Linked DNA regions of Mus musculus: region 2 is linked to region 1. The links are chromatin contacts, called in public promoter capture Hi-C maps. All regions are on one chromosome and are shown on one strand. Each heading gives the region's core, a stretch centred on a gene start, on an enhancer-like site or on the middle of the called end of the contact. The rest is flanking DNA. Distances are from core to core; before and after follow the strand shown.

Region 1 (6,865 bases), core at 1,780-4,279:
CTCTTTGAAGAACCCCCCCTTCCTCATCCCCTCCTGATGTCCCTGAGACATATGTACAAGTTGGGCACAATGACACATTTGGGAGGCTGAGGCAAGAGGATCACAACTTTCAAGACTATCCTGGGTTACATAGTGATATGCACCTCAAAAATTACAAAGCAGAGCACCGAAGAGATGGCTCAGCGGTTAAAAGCACTGACTGTTCTTCCAGAGGTCCTAAGTTCAATTCCCAGCAACCACATGGTGGCTCCCAACCATCTGTAAAGGGATCCGATGCGATGCGCTCTTTTGTTTTTTTTTCTTCGAGACAGGGTTTCTCTGTATAGCCCTGGCTGTCCTGGAACTCACTCTGTAGACCAGGCTGGCCTCGAACTCAGAAATCCACCTGCCTCTGCCTCCCCAGTGCTGGGATTAGAGGCGTGAGCCACTACGTCCAGCTTCCGACGCCCTCTTCTGGTGTGTCTGAAAAGAACCACAGTGTGCTCATATGCATAAAATAAATAAATAAATATTAAAAAAAATTATAAAGCAGAGGCCTGGAGAGATAATTCAGTTGGTAAAGTACTTCCCACCAGCGTAAGGACCCCGAATCCACAGCACTCATGGAGGAAGGCAGTCCTAGTGGTACATAAGTATGATTCCAGCATAAGAGCAGTGAGACAGGTGGATCCCTGCAGCTCCCTGGCCGGTCCGTTCAGCCTCGGCGTGAGTCCCAGGTCCCCGTGAGAGACCCTGACTCAGAAAACAAGGTGGATGGTGTTTGAGAAACACCACCTGAGGTGAGGACATGGGCATACACCCACATATACACAAACCCTCTCTCACACACACCTATATGTATATGCACCTACACATACTTGTACCCATATCCACCCCCAGGCCCCTCACATACTCACCACCCCCAACACCATACACACTACTGAACAGAATCAAACAAAACCCCGTGTGCCCTGAATGACTCTTTCTTGGCCTGTGCTCTAAGAGCAGCAGGGGCTGAGGTAAGAGAGCCAGGAAAGGGTATGACAGAGCACAGGATGCTAGCCAAATGCCTGTCGTGTAGGTTGTATTTGGGGTCTCTGCACTTCCTTTCTTCCATCCTTCCTTCCTTCCTTCCTTCCTTCCTTCCTTCCTTCCTTCACCTACTTCATTCACCCTCGTGTTTCTGGACTGTTCTCCTAACCCCATTATCACATTGGCCGGTAGCTATCTTCCTTGTCCAGAGAGCACGTGGCTACTAAGGAGCCACTAGTGACTTGGTTTATCTGCAGGTGAGCACGTGTGTCTTCCTGGAAGCTCTATGCAAGCACTTCAGGAGCCCACAAAGGCTATCAGGAGCTATCTCTGTGTTCCAGATGTGACCATAATATTTAGAAGGCACAGGCACTACTTCCTCCTGGATTGTCACTACTACCCCTGCAGAGACCCTGGAATCTGTCATTTCGATCTATTGGGTTGACATTTGAAGAGCAGCTGTGATTTCTTGGGACCAAGCAAAGCTGGTTGACTTGCGTGACAAACTGTAAATAGTTCCCACACCAGACTCATTCCCCGGATACAGTCTTTTTACCTGGAGTAAAATCCAGAACACAAGGTTTAGAGCCCCTGGAAACCCGGATCCTTAAAACCGGCGCCGGAGCCAGGCGCCCCCTGGTGGCAGCCATGAGGCTCGAGTCGGAACTAGCCACTGGTTTTGCATAGTGGGAAACCTGAGCCCAGAGAAGGGGCCAGGATCGCTGAGAAATGAACTCTACTTACTTTGAGCGGCTGGTGCTCTTCTTGCTACCTTAAATGAGAGCCGAGAGGAAAAGGCTCTTTGATTCTTCAAGTCTGGGGATGGATGCAATGAGCCCACCTTACAGAGTAAGAAATCGAACCCTAGGAGCTCTAATTGGATCATGCTCCCAACAGGAGGGCAGTGACGCGGACTTCAATTGGAGCTAGGCCTATCTGACCTCTAACCTTATCAGGACAGATGCCTGCTGTCACCTTCTCCCCTCTCACTTCCTGCGTTCCCAGAGCCCGCGGTGATGATTCTTGTTCTGTCCTGAGAGCAGAACATCGGGAGAGAGAGAGGCCCTTGCTCCCTTCACAGGGGTCAAAATAAACAGAGCCAGTGACTGCTCTTGGCTTGAGCAGGGTGGAGGTCTGTCTGGGAAAAGGACACTGAACATGAAAGGGACAAGTGGCTTCTCCTGTCACGCAGTGGCACCAGAAGAATCTCTCAGGGGAGGAAGTGAAGGCTGACCCTGAGTCTTGGACAAGCGTTCCCTCCTCTGGTAGTCTCCCCACTTTTTGTCTGTTAAATAGGTTCCCTTGTAGGGGTTCAGTGGGACGACAGCATGGCATTTTTTGGGGGGCAACTTGAAGCTTATAAGTGATGCTGGTTTTTAGCACTCCCCTGGGACAGAGCTCTGTGCTGGGAAAGGAAACAGCTGCCAGGAACTGTCCCTTCCCCACGAACCCTGTGGCCTCTGAACCCTGGCCCACAGGACCTAAGCTGGCATTCGATACACGCATCAAATGGCTTTCTCCACTCCCTTCCAAGTGGCTTTAGGATGTGAGACATCTCTGTCCCTTCCTTGATCTAGCTGGATTGAAGGCCCGAATTCCATCCCTCATGGTAGGGGTAAAGCCTAGCTTCAGCTTCTATCCAGACCCCAAGGAAAGCCTATTGGCGACTGGGGTTGTCTCTGGGGAGGCCATGCTGAGGCTAGTGGCTAGAACCTTTGGGTTACCATGTCAGGATCCTGTCATTTATGAATCAAACCTCTTCTGGTGTCCAAAGCTGGATACGGACCCCCATGAGACCTTGTCATGGTCCAGTTTTTTCTTCTGTGCTCCTCCGACATCTAGAATGCTGACCTGGTGCTTTCCTGTTTCTGGCCACAGTGCCCGTGTTTCAGAAACCAGGCAGAGAGCAAAAGGGGGGTGGTGGTGGTTAAAGGCTGGCAGCAAGAAAGGCTGACAGGAGGCGGGGACTCTGGGGGTGCTGAGGACTATAAAGGGGCACAGCCATGAACAGGGAGACAGTCCAGCAGGAGGTAGGTGTCTGGGCCCAACACTCACTAGCTCAGCACACAGGGTAAGTGAGCTCACTCTGTCCTGCCTCTGGGGACTCCTTGGGTTGAGGCTGGTGATGGAGGGTCGGAATTGGTGCTTCGTAGGGCTGGATCCCTCAAGGGACCTAAAGTCCTCCTTGGGTCTTTCTCTGCATCTGGACAAACCTGTCAGTGGAAAGCAGGACCCACCGTGTCATAGACTTCTGTCCCTTTGCTTTACAAGTTAATTCTGTGTCCCCCACCCTGTGGTTCCCACCAGCTCTGGCTACTCCTGCCTCCTCAGAGCCATCAGTGTCCTAAGTCCTGTGTATCCAGCCTTCATACCTAGTTCTTCTGCTGTTTTTTTATGTTGCCAAGGCTTGGGTACTCTGGCTGCTGGCTTGAGGGGTGTGTATGTGGAGGTGTCCTGTTTTCTAGGGAAGGAAGGTGGTTGATGCTGGTGGCTCCTGGGTCTGCCCTTGTCCCCAGGCTTGGCTTGAAGAAATGTGTGGTAGGTGGTGGCTGGGCAGGTAGGTCTTGGACACAGGAGGATCTGCTGATGGGCTGTGTTCTGCTTCCACGATTCCTTGTTCATTAGATGGCCGTCGCATACTGCTGCCTCTCCCTGTTTCTCGTATCCACTTGGGTGGCTCTGCTGCTGCAGCCCCTGCAGGGGACCTGGGGAGCCCCCCTGGAGCCAATGTACCCAGGCGACTATGCGACACCTGAGCAGATGGCACAATATGAAACTCAGCTCCGCAGATACATCAACACACTGACCAGGCCTAGGTAGGGTGGTGTGTGTGTGTGTGTGTGTGTGTGTGTGTGTGTGTGTGAGAGAGAGAGAGAGAGAGAGAGAGAGAGAGAGCTCTTTAACCCTAGTCTCTTCAATGCCTGCTCTGAGAAAAAAATACTTCTGAGTGGCTTGGATCCATGGGCCGTGGGCAGGAAAGCGTCTACGTGGGGGATACAAAGCAGGTGACTGACAGTGAGAACTATACTTATCCCAGCTGTCTTCCTTCCCAGGTATGGGAAGAGAGCCGAGGAGGAGAACACAGGTGGACTTCCTGGAGTGCAGCTCTCCCCCTGCACCAGCCCCCCAGTTGGCTTGATTCCCTGCTCTGCGCCCTGGAGCTGAAGGCAGGTGTGGAAAGGGGGGGATCCAGAGGAGGCGGAGTAAGGGAAAACAAGGTCTTGGGGTACAAGGACTGTCCTTCCTCATGATTCCCTTCTTTCATTACAGGGAGCTCTGCCCAATGGACTTGCAGCCTCTCTTGTCTTCAGCCCGTGGCTGTAGGAGAGTACAGGTCCAGCTCTTTCCTCTGCAGTCTTGCAACAACCTGCTCCCTTGCAAACTAAATAAAGCAAATTAAAATCATAGCCCGTGTGTGAGTGTGTGTGCACCCATAGAGGCAGAAGCAGGTAAAGTTCACAGTCAGGGAGGCAGGGGCCTGGGGGTAGGAGATAATCCTGAGTGTATATAGGGGCTCAGCTCATTCCTTTCACAGAAGGAAGCTGTGGTCTAGAGAGAAGTGAGATTCCTTTCCAGAAAGGTCTGTGATGTCACAGTTCTAAGCTTAATCTTCCCATCCCAGCACCCCTAAACCATCTAGCTCCTCCCCCGAGGCCAGCCCTGTTCCCAAATGTACCCTCAAGACGGCTCCTGTAACCTGGGCGGTGGGAGAGGAGTCATTTATCCTAAAGTGGCAGGGCAAGGGCAAGAACTCAGAGGATTAGTGCTGGCGGCCAATTGTGTGCTGTGTAGGGTGGTCTCAGAACTGCTCTCTGGAGCTCTGGAGAGAATGGACTGATCTGGGAGGTAGTGGACTGCTGGACCAAGAATGAAATTTAACTACTGCTGTAGGGAAATGTGACCACCAGGGAGGAGATGTTTAGCCAAGAGTTCTGGCGGCCTCCATGTGTCAATCTGTGGTTCTTGGGACAGGGAGGGAAGACCCAGGTACTACCTGAGGAATCCCTGTAGACTATTTACCCATACCAGGCATGCTGAGTAGGTGGAGATGCCGTGTGTGTGTGTGTGTGTGTGTGTGTGTGTGTGTGTGTGTGTGTATGTAAAGTGAAAGAGAGTGAGCTGGGCTTCCCTTTCTGGGAGCTTTGGTGGATAGGGATAGTCAGAGGGCGGTAAGACATGAGACATTCCCTGAATGGCTTCTCCCATCTCTGCCACAGGCTGGGCCTGGAGAGCAGGGGTTGGTAAGGCTGATGCTGGGCTCAGCATTTAGCCTTGATGACAATGACTTTGCAGTTGTGCTCCTATATGTTGAGTGTGAATGATCAGATGTCAGAACCTGCCCCAAAGTCTTATACAAGACGCAGCTATACGGTAAACACTTGGCTCAAGTTGATTCTTTAAGTCCAAGGGGTATGCAGATAGTTAGGGGATGTGGGAGGTTTCGGCAAGAGAATGAATTGAACCCTAGTACTGGAGCCTGGTGTCCCAAAGCCTTCCCTGGTAGCTTAGGTGATGGTTTCTATTGGTATTTTATATGTATGGGTGTTTTGCCTGCACAACATGTCTGCCTGGTGCCTTCAGAAGCCAGAAGAGGGTTTCAGATCTCCTGGAGCTAGAGTTACAGATGGTTGTAAGTCCCTATGTAGGTGCTTGGAATTTCTGGATTCTCTGGAAGAGCAGCCAGCTCTCGTAATCCCTGAGCCATCGCTTCAGTTTAAGATGGGTTCCAATGGGGAAAGTTCAACACCCATAGAGGCAGGAACTAGGAACCTGTTCCACACACACCTGGGTTTGATGGCTGGGTGATAGGAAGGTGTGTGTGCTGTGTCCTTGATGACCGGACTTCAGGAACAGACTCCATCAGGTCTCCCCACTTCCTGGGATCTGTGAACCTGAGGTAGGAGGAATGACCCCACCCCACCCCCGCTCTACTCCCCTGTGTTTGATTTTCTGCCACTTTCACAGGCTAGACTGTGATTCCAGCCGGATCTGCTCTTCCATGAACTTTGGCAGGGAGCAGGTCTGGCTGAAGCCCCGATTTTGAAGTTTCTAGGACCAACTCTTTCATCTTCTTTCTCCAAGTCACATCTGGTCACCTTGGAAGCAGTAGATGCAGGGTGAGGTGGTGGAAAGTGGGTGAGTAGGTTGCAGAGAGATGCAGGGAAAAACCTAGGCTGAGATCTATTTGCCCTACAAGAGGAATGACAAGGTTCCCTCCTCACTGGAGGACAGGCCCTTCCTGCCAGTGCCCACAGAAGTCACAGAAACAATAGAGATTCTTGTTAAAAATGTATTTATCCATTCCTTTATTGTCATTGTGTGTTTGCATTACATGTGTGCACACGCAAGTCACGGTACACGTGTCCTTTCTTCTGTCTTATGAGATTGGGGGTGGAAATCTGGCCGGCAGGCTTAGTGGCAAGTGCCCTTACCACTGAGCCATCTTGTCAGTTCCATTATTGCTGTCTATTGTTCAGGCTGCATGGGTAGGGAGGAACAGAGGCACAGCTCATCGTCTAAAGGAGTCTGTGGGTAGCCAGATCCAGGCTAGGCCTCTGGGAGTCTAGGTCCAGCCTGAAGAGGAACATCCCTGGCCCTGGTGTACCCCTTACAAGTGGCCAGGGCTTTCCCTTCTCACTTCTTCCCACTTGCCCAAGGATATGGGTGGAGGCCTCTGCTGGCTGCACCAGCCTTGCCTACCTGGAGCCTGGGGAGGAGGCTAGTGACAGGCGTCCGCGGGGTTCCTGTGTTGGGGGTTTGCTGATGCTTTTCCGTAGGGGGTTCGTGGCATCCAAGTAAGGACGTTCTGTGGTGTTCGATGGGGCAGATTTGGTGGTGTTGGAGGGTTTCATGA
Region 2 (6,865 bases), core at 2,930-5,429, 130 kb after region 1:
GTGTTAACGCACTCTAAAGTTGTAACCAAAATAAATGTCTTACATTACAAAGACGTCTGTTTTGTGTTTCCTTTTGTGTGTTTGGGCTTTTTATGTGTGCTTTATAACTGCTGTGGTGGTGCTGTTGTTAGTTTTGAGGTAGGATCTCAGGCTGGCCTTGAACTTCTGATCGCCTGCCCCTGCCCCTGCCCCTGCCCCTGTCCCTGCCTCCAAGTGCTAGGACTAAAAGCACATGCCACCACACCAGTACAGCATTTTTCTAACATTTAAAAATAATCACCTAGGGGCTGGAGAGAGGGTTCCAGCTAAGAGTGCACACTGCTCTTGGGTAGGACCTGAGTTTAGTTCCCAGAACCTATACTGGGTGGCTCCAGGTCCAGAGGATCCAGGACCTCTGGCCTCCATGGGCATCTGCTCTTAGCACATACCCACATACAGATACACACATAAAAATAAAATGAAGCCTTTAAAAACCTCCTAAAACCTAGCCCTTGGAGGTACGACTCTGGAAAGCTGGCATACTGTGTAAGTCCATCTCATGGTGTTCTGGCTAACGTAAGACTTACAGAGACAGAAAAGAACTCAGGGTGTGCTGGGGGTTGGGATGGAGGAAGAGGGATGAGTAGGGGGAGCACGGGGAACTTGGGCAGTGAAAATTCTTTGCAGGACACTAGAGGAGGATAAATACCAGTCATTGCACCCACTACTGGACAACTCCAGGGAATTATGCTGGGTGAAAAGAGAAGGCCCCAGGTATTGGCTGCATTGGCTGCATTTGCGTAACATTTTTTTAAATTGAAAAGAAAAAGATGTAAATCAAGGTTAGATGAGTGGTTGCTGTGAGCTGAGAGCTGGGGTGAGTGAGACATGTGGACAACTCCATCAAAAAGCGACAGAAAGAACGGGCTGTGGTGACAGCTACCTCTAATCTCCACCTCCGGGAGGTGATCAAGGTTAGCCCTCAGCTAGCCTGTGGTGCATGAGACCCTGTTTCAAAAACTTTAATAAAGAAATAATGAAAAAAGACATCAGGGCAGATCCTTGGGGCCAAAGGCGGACAGGCGAGTCTCGTGGTAAGGTCGTGTAGAAGCGGATGCATGAGCACGTGCCGCAGGCATCATGAGAGAGCCCTAGGTAAGTAAGGATGGATGTGAGTGTGTCGGCGTCGGCGCACTGCACGTCCTGGCTGTGGTGCTGGACTGGCATCTTTGGTGAGCTGTGGAGGGGAAATGGGTAGGGAGATCATAAAATCCCTCCGAATTATTTCAAGAACTGTCTATTACAATTATCTCAAAATATTAAAAAAAAAGAAGAATTAAAAAACAAAAAACCTATCCAGGTGTGGTGGTGTGCACCTATAGCCACGGGCACTTGGAAAGCTGGAGCAAGAGGATGGCGAGTTTGAAGGTATCTGGGGCTGTACAGCAAGACCGTCGTCCCCAAACCAAACCAAACAGCAAACCCATTATGTCACACAAGAGTGTTTATAGTGAGCGGCCTCGCTGAGAGCATGGGGTGGGGGTGGGGGTGGGGGACAGAAATATCTAAACTGCAGTCAATAGGGATCCACTGAGACCCTGGGGCTTGACTGCAGCTTAACCTTGGGAAATGATAAGGGTTTTGTGTTGAGTAAAAGCATCGATTACTGACTTAACCTCAAATGAAGAAAAAGAAAAAAAGAAAACAACAAAAGCCAAACCAAGGGGCTGGTGAGATGGCTCAGTGGGTAAGAGCACCCGACTGCTCTTCCGAAGGTCCAGAGTTCAAATCCCAGCAACCACATGGTGGCTCACAACCATCTGTAACGAGATATGATGCCCTCTTCTGGTGTGTCTGAAGACAGCTACAGTGTACTTACATATAATAAATAAATCTTAAAAAAAAAAAAAAAAAAAAAAGCCAAACCGAGCAAACCAGGCCCCCAAACAGAAGGCAGGCACGACGGCAGGCACCACGAGCCATCCTGTGAAAAGGCAGGGCTACCCATGGGCCGAGGAGGGTCCAGAGAGATAGGCTGGTAAGCTCAGTTTCTCTGTATACCCTTTTTCTTGTTGACACTACTTCAATTACAGATAAAATAACAAATAAACAAAATCTAGAGCCTGGCCACTCTCTGCTCGCTTGATTTTTCCTGTTACGTCCAGCAGGTGGCGGAAGTGTTCCAAGGACAGATCGCATCATTAAGGTGGCCAGCATAATCTCCCATCAGCAGGTGGTGCTGTGAGAACCATTATGGTGCTCACAGAATCCCGGGCCCAGGAGCTGCCCTCTCCCAAGTCTGGAGCAATAGGAAAGCTTTCTGGCCCAGACAGGGTTAACAGTCCACATTCCAGAGCAGGGGAAAAGGAGACTGGAGGTCACAGACAAAAGGGCCAGCTTCTAACAACTTCACAGCTCTGGTAGGAGAGATAGATCACCCCCAACAATGGCCACAGCTGGTTTTGTCTGCCCCGAAGGAAACTGACTTAGGAAGCAGGTATCAGAGTCCCCTTCCTGAGGGGACTTCTGTCTGCCTTGTAAAGCTGTCAGAGCAGCTGCATTGATGTGTGGGTGACAGAAGATGAAAAGGAGGACCCAGGCAGATCGCCACAGATGGACCGGCCACTTACAAGTCGAGGCAGGTGGCAGAGCCTTGCAGAAGCTCTGCAGGTGGACGACACTGATTCATTACCCAGTTAGCATACCACAGCGGGCTAGGCGGACCACAGCCTCCTTCCCAGTCTTCCTCCAGGGCTGGGGAGTCCTCCAACCTTCTGTCTCAGTGCAGCTTCCGCCAGCCCCTCCTCCTTTTGCACCTCAGGTGTGAACCCTCCCTCCTCTCCTTCTCCCTGTGGCATGGCCCTCCTGCTACTGCAGGCTGAGCATTGGATTTCTTTGTGCTTAGATAGACCTGAGATGGCTTTCTGATTTATATATATATATCCATCCCTTGGATCTTACATCTAGGACCCAGAGCTGTTTGTGATACCATAAGAGGCTGGGGAGATGATATGGTAAGAGTGCTTGCTGTACAAGCATGAAGACATGAGTTCGAATCCCCAGCAACCATGTGGAAAAATAACCTTCTAACCTCAGAGTTGAGGGGAAAGGCAGGTGGATTCTGGGGGCTTACTGGCCAGCTAGCCAGCCTAACCTAAATGTCTCAGTCAGAGATCCTGTCTCAGGGAATAACTTGGGAGAATGACTGAGAAAGACACCTCCTCAGGTCTCCCATGCACCCACACAGACACACGGGGGGGGGGGTAATGTAATAAGCTAAGAAATAATGAGGGAAATGATTTTTTGCTAAGAAATGAAATTCTGTGTTGGCCGCAAGAAGCCTGGCCAGGGAAGGAACTGCCTTTGGCACACCAGCCTATAAGTCACCATGAGTTCCCTGGCTAAGAATCACATGTAATGGAGCCCAGGTCCCTCTTGCCTGGTGGTTGCCTCTCCCACTGGTTTTGAAGAGAAATTCAAGAGAGATCTCCTTGGTCAGAATTGTAGGTGCTGAGCAATGTGGAGCTGGGGTCAATGGGATTCCTTTAAAGGCATCCTTCCCAGGGCTGGGTCATACTTCAATAGTAGGGTGCTTGCACAGCAAGCGTGAGACCCTAGGTTAGAGTCCCCAGAATCTGCCCCCAACCCCCCAAAAAGGCATCCTTCTGCCTCTGGGTGGGTGGGGGGAGCAAACACCTTTAACTAAGACCATTAGCTGGCAGGGGTAACAAATGACCTTGGCTAGAGGAATTTGGTCAAGCTGGATTCCGCCTTCTGTAGAAGCCCCACTTGTTTCCTTTGTTAAGCTGGCCCACAGTTTGTTTTGAGAATGCCTGAGGGGCCCAGGGAGCCAGACAATTAAAAGCCAAGCTCATTTTGATATCTGAAAACCACAGCCTGACTGCCCTGCCCGTGGGAGGTACTGGGAGAGCTGGCTGTGTCCCTGCCTCACCAACGCCCCCCCCCCCAACACACACTCCTCGGGTCACCTGGGAGGTGCCAGCAGCAATTTGGAAGTTTACTGAGCTTGAGAAGTCTTGGGAGGGCTGACGCTAAGCACACCCCTTCTCCACCCCCCCCACCCCACCCCCGTGAGGAGGAGGGTGAGGAAACATGGGACCAGCCCTGCTCCAGCCCGTCCTTATTGGCTGGCATGAGGCAGAGGGGGCTTTAAAAAGGCAACCGTATCTAGGCTGGACACTGGAGCCTGTGCTACCGAGTGCCCTCCTCCACCTGGCAGCATGCAGCCCTCACTAGCCCCGTGCCTCATCTGCCTACTTGTGCACGCTGCCTTCTGTGCTGTGGAGGGCCAGGGGTGGCAAGCCTTCAGGAATGATGCCACAGAGGTCATCCCAGGGCTTGGAGAGTACCCCGAGCCTCCTCCTGAGAACAACCAGACCATGAACCGGGCGGAGAATGGAGGCAGACCTCCCCACCATCCCTATGACGCCAAAGGTACGGGATGAAGAAGCACATTAGTGGGGGGGGGGGTCCTGGGAGGTGACTGGGGTGGTTTTAGCATCTTCTTCAGAGGTTTGTGTGGGTGGCTAGCCTCTGCTACATCAGGGCAGGGACACATTTGCCTGGAAGAATACTAGCACAGCATTAGAACCTGGAGGGCAGCATTGGGGGGCTGGTAGAGAGCACCCAAGGCAGGGTGGAGGCTGAGGTCAGCCGAAGCTGGCATTAACACGGGCATGGGCTTGTATGATGGTCCAGAGAATCTCCTCCTAAGGATGAGGACACAGGTCAGATCTAGCTGCTGACCAGTGGGGAAGTGATATGGTGAGGCTGGATGCCAGATGCCATCCATGGCTGTACTATATCCCACATGACCACCACATGAGGTAAAGAAGGCCCCAGCTTGAAGATGGAGAAACCGAGAGGCTCCTGAGATAAAGTCACCTGGGAGTAAGAAGAGCTGAGACTGGAAGCTGGTTTGATCCAGATGCAAGGCAACCCTAGATTGGGTTTGGGTGGGAACCTGAAGCCAGGAGGAATCCCTTTAGTTCCCCCTTGCCCAGGGTCTGCTCAATGAGCCCAGAGGGTTAGCATTAAAAGAACAGGGTTTGTAGGTGGCATGTGACATGAGGGGCAGCTGAGTGAAATGTCCCCTGTATGAGCACAGGTGGCACCACTTGCCCTGAGCTTGCACCCTGACCCCAGCTTTGCCTCATTCCTGAGGACAGCAGAAACTGTGGAGGCAGAGCCAGCACAGAGAGATGCCTGGGGTGGGGGTGGGGGTATCACGCACGGAACTAGCAGCAATGAATGGGGTGGGGTGGCAGCTGGAGGGACACTCCAGAGAAATGACCTTGCTGGTCACCATTTGTGTGGGAGGAGAGCTCATTTTCCAGCTTGCCACCACATGCTGTCCCTCCTGTCTCCTAGCCAGTAAGGGATGTGGAGGAAAGGGCCACCCCAAAGGAGCATGCAATGCAGTCACGTTTTTGCAGAGGAAGTGCTTGACCTAAGGGCACTATTCTTGGAAAGCCCCAAAACTAGTCCTTCCCTGGGCAAACAGGCCTCCCCCACATACCACCTCTGCAGGGGTGAGTAAATTAAGCCAGCCACAGAAGGGTGGCAAGGCCTACACCTCCCCCCTGTTGTGCCCCCCCCCCCCCCGTGAAGGTGCATCCTGGCCTCTGCCCCTCTGGCTTTGGTACTGGGATTTTTTTTTTCCTTTTATGTCATATTGATCCTGACACCATGGAACTTTTGGAGGTAGACAGGACCCACACATGGATTAGTTAAAAGCCTCCCATCCATCTAAGCTCATGGTAGGAGATAGAGCATGTCCAAGAGAGGAGGGCAGGCATCAGACCTAGAAGATATGGCTGGGCATCCAACCCAATCTCCTTCCCCGGAGAACAGACTCTAAGTCAGATCCAGCCACCCTTGAGTAACCAGCTCAAGGTACACAGAACAAGAGAGTCTGGTATACAGCAGGTGCTAAACAAATGCTTGTGGTAGCAAAAGCTATAGGTTTTGGGTCAGAACTCCGACCCAAGTCGCGAGTGAAGAGCGAAAGGCCCTCTACTCGCCACCGCCCCGCCCCCACCTGGGGTCCTATAACAGATCACTTTCACCCTTGCGGGAGCCAGAGAGCCCTGGCATCCTAGGTAGCCCCCCCCGCCCCCCCCCCGCAAGCAGCCCAGCCCTGCCTTTGGGGCAAGTTCTTTTCTCAGCCTGGACCTGTGATAATGAGGGGGTTGGACGCGCCGCCTTTGGTCGCTTTCAAGTCTAATGAATTCTTATCCCTACCACCTGCCCTTCTACCCCGCTCCTCCACAGCAGCTGTCCTGATTTATTACCTTCAATTAACCTCCACTCCTTTCTCCATCTCCTGGGATACCGCCCCTGTCCCAGTGGCTGGTAAAGGAGCTTAGGAAGGACCAGAGCCAGGTGTGGCTAGAGGCTACCAGGCAGGGCTGGGGATGAGGAGCTAAACTGGAAGAGTGTTTGGTTAGTAGGCACAAAGCCTTGGGTGGGATCCCTAGTACCGGAGAAGTGGAGATGGGCGCTGAGAAGTTCAAGACCATCCATCCTTAACTACACAGCCAGTTTGAGGCCAGCCTGGGCTACATAAAAACCCAATCTCAAAAGCTGCCAATTCTGATTCTGTGCCACGTAGTGCCCGATGTAATAGTGGATGAAGTCGTTGAATCCTGGGGCAACCTATTTTACAGATGTGGGGAAAAGCAACTTTAAGTACCCTGCCCACAGATCACAAAGAAAGTAAGTGACAGAGCTCCAGTGTTTCATCCCTGGGTTCCAAGGACAGGGAGAGAGAAGCCAGGGTGGGATCTCACTGCTCCCCGGTGCCTCCTTCCTATAATCCATACAGATTCGAAAGCGCAGGGCAGGTTTGGAAAAAGAGAGAAGG

The links. Capture Hi-C pulls out chosen DNA fragments and counts their contacts.
Region 2: a contact with region 1 is called in a promoter capture Hi-C map of liver. The contact joins the promoter of Sost here to the promoter of Ppy in region 1. A contact is called at or near these places in 7 of 39 promoter capture datasets (the 3T3-L1 cell line, cranial neural crest, embryonic stem cells and 3 more), 1 of 484 Hi-C or Micro-C datasets (forebrain), 2 of 115 datasets of contacts at active chromatin or transcription factors (embryonic stem cells and pancreatic cancer cells) and 2 of 9 other capture datasets (liver and pancreatic islet).

The regions. Positions count from the first base shown.
Region 1 is chr11:102,097,483-102,104,347 of GRCm38.p6, reverse strand. It overlaps Ppy (pancreatic polypeptide), which reads left to right and starts at 3,029. Exons shown (of 4, transcript NM_008918.2): 1 at 3,029-3,082; 2 at 3,637-3,827; 3 at 4,065-4,182; 4 at 4,282-4,417. The coding sequence starts at 3,637. The coding sequence ends at 4,176.
Region 2 is chr11:101,964,329-101,971,193 of GRCm38.p6, reverse strand. It overlaps Sost (sclerostin), which reads left to right and starts at 4,179. Exons shown (of 2, transcript NM_024449.6): 1 at 4,179-4,434. The coding sequence starts at 4,221. It overlaps Dusp3 (dual specificity phosphatase 3 (vaccinia virus phosphatase VH1-related)), which reads left to right. Exons shown (of 3, transcript NM_028207.3): 3 at 1-51.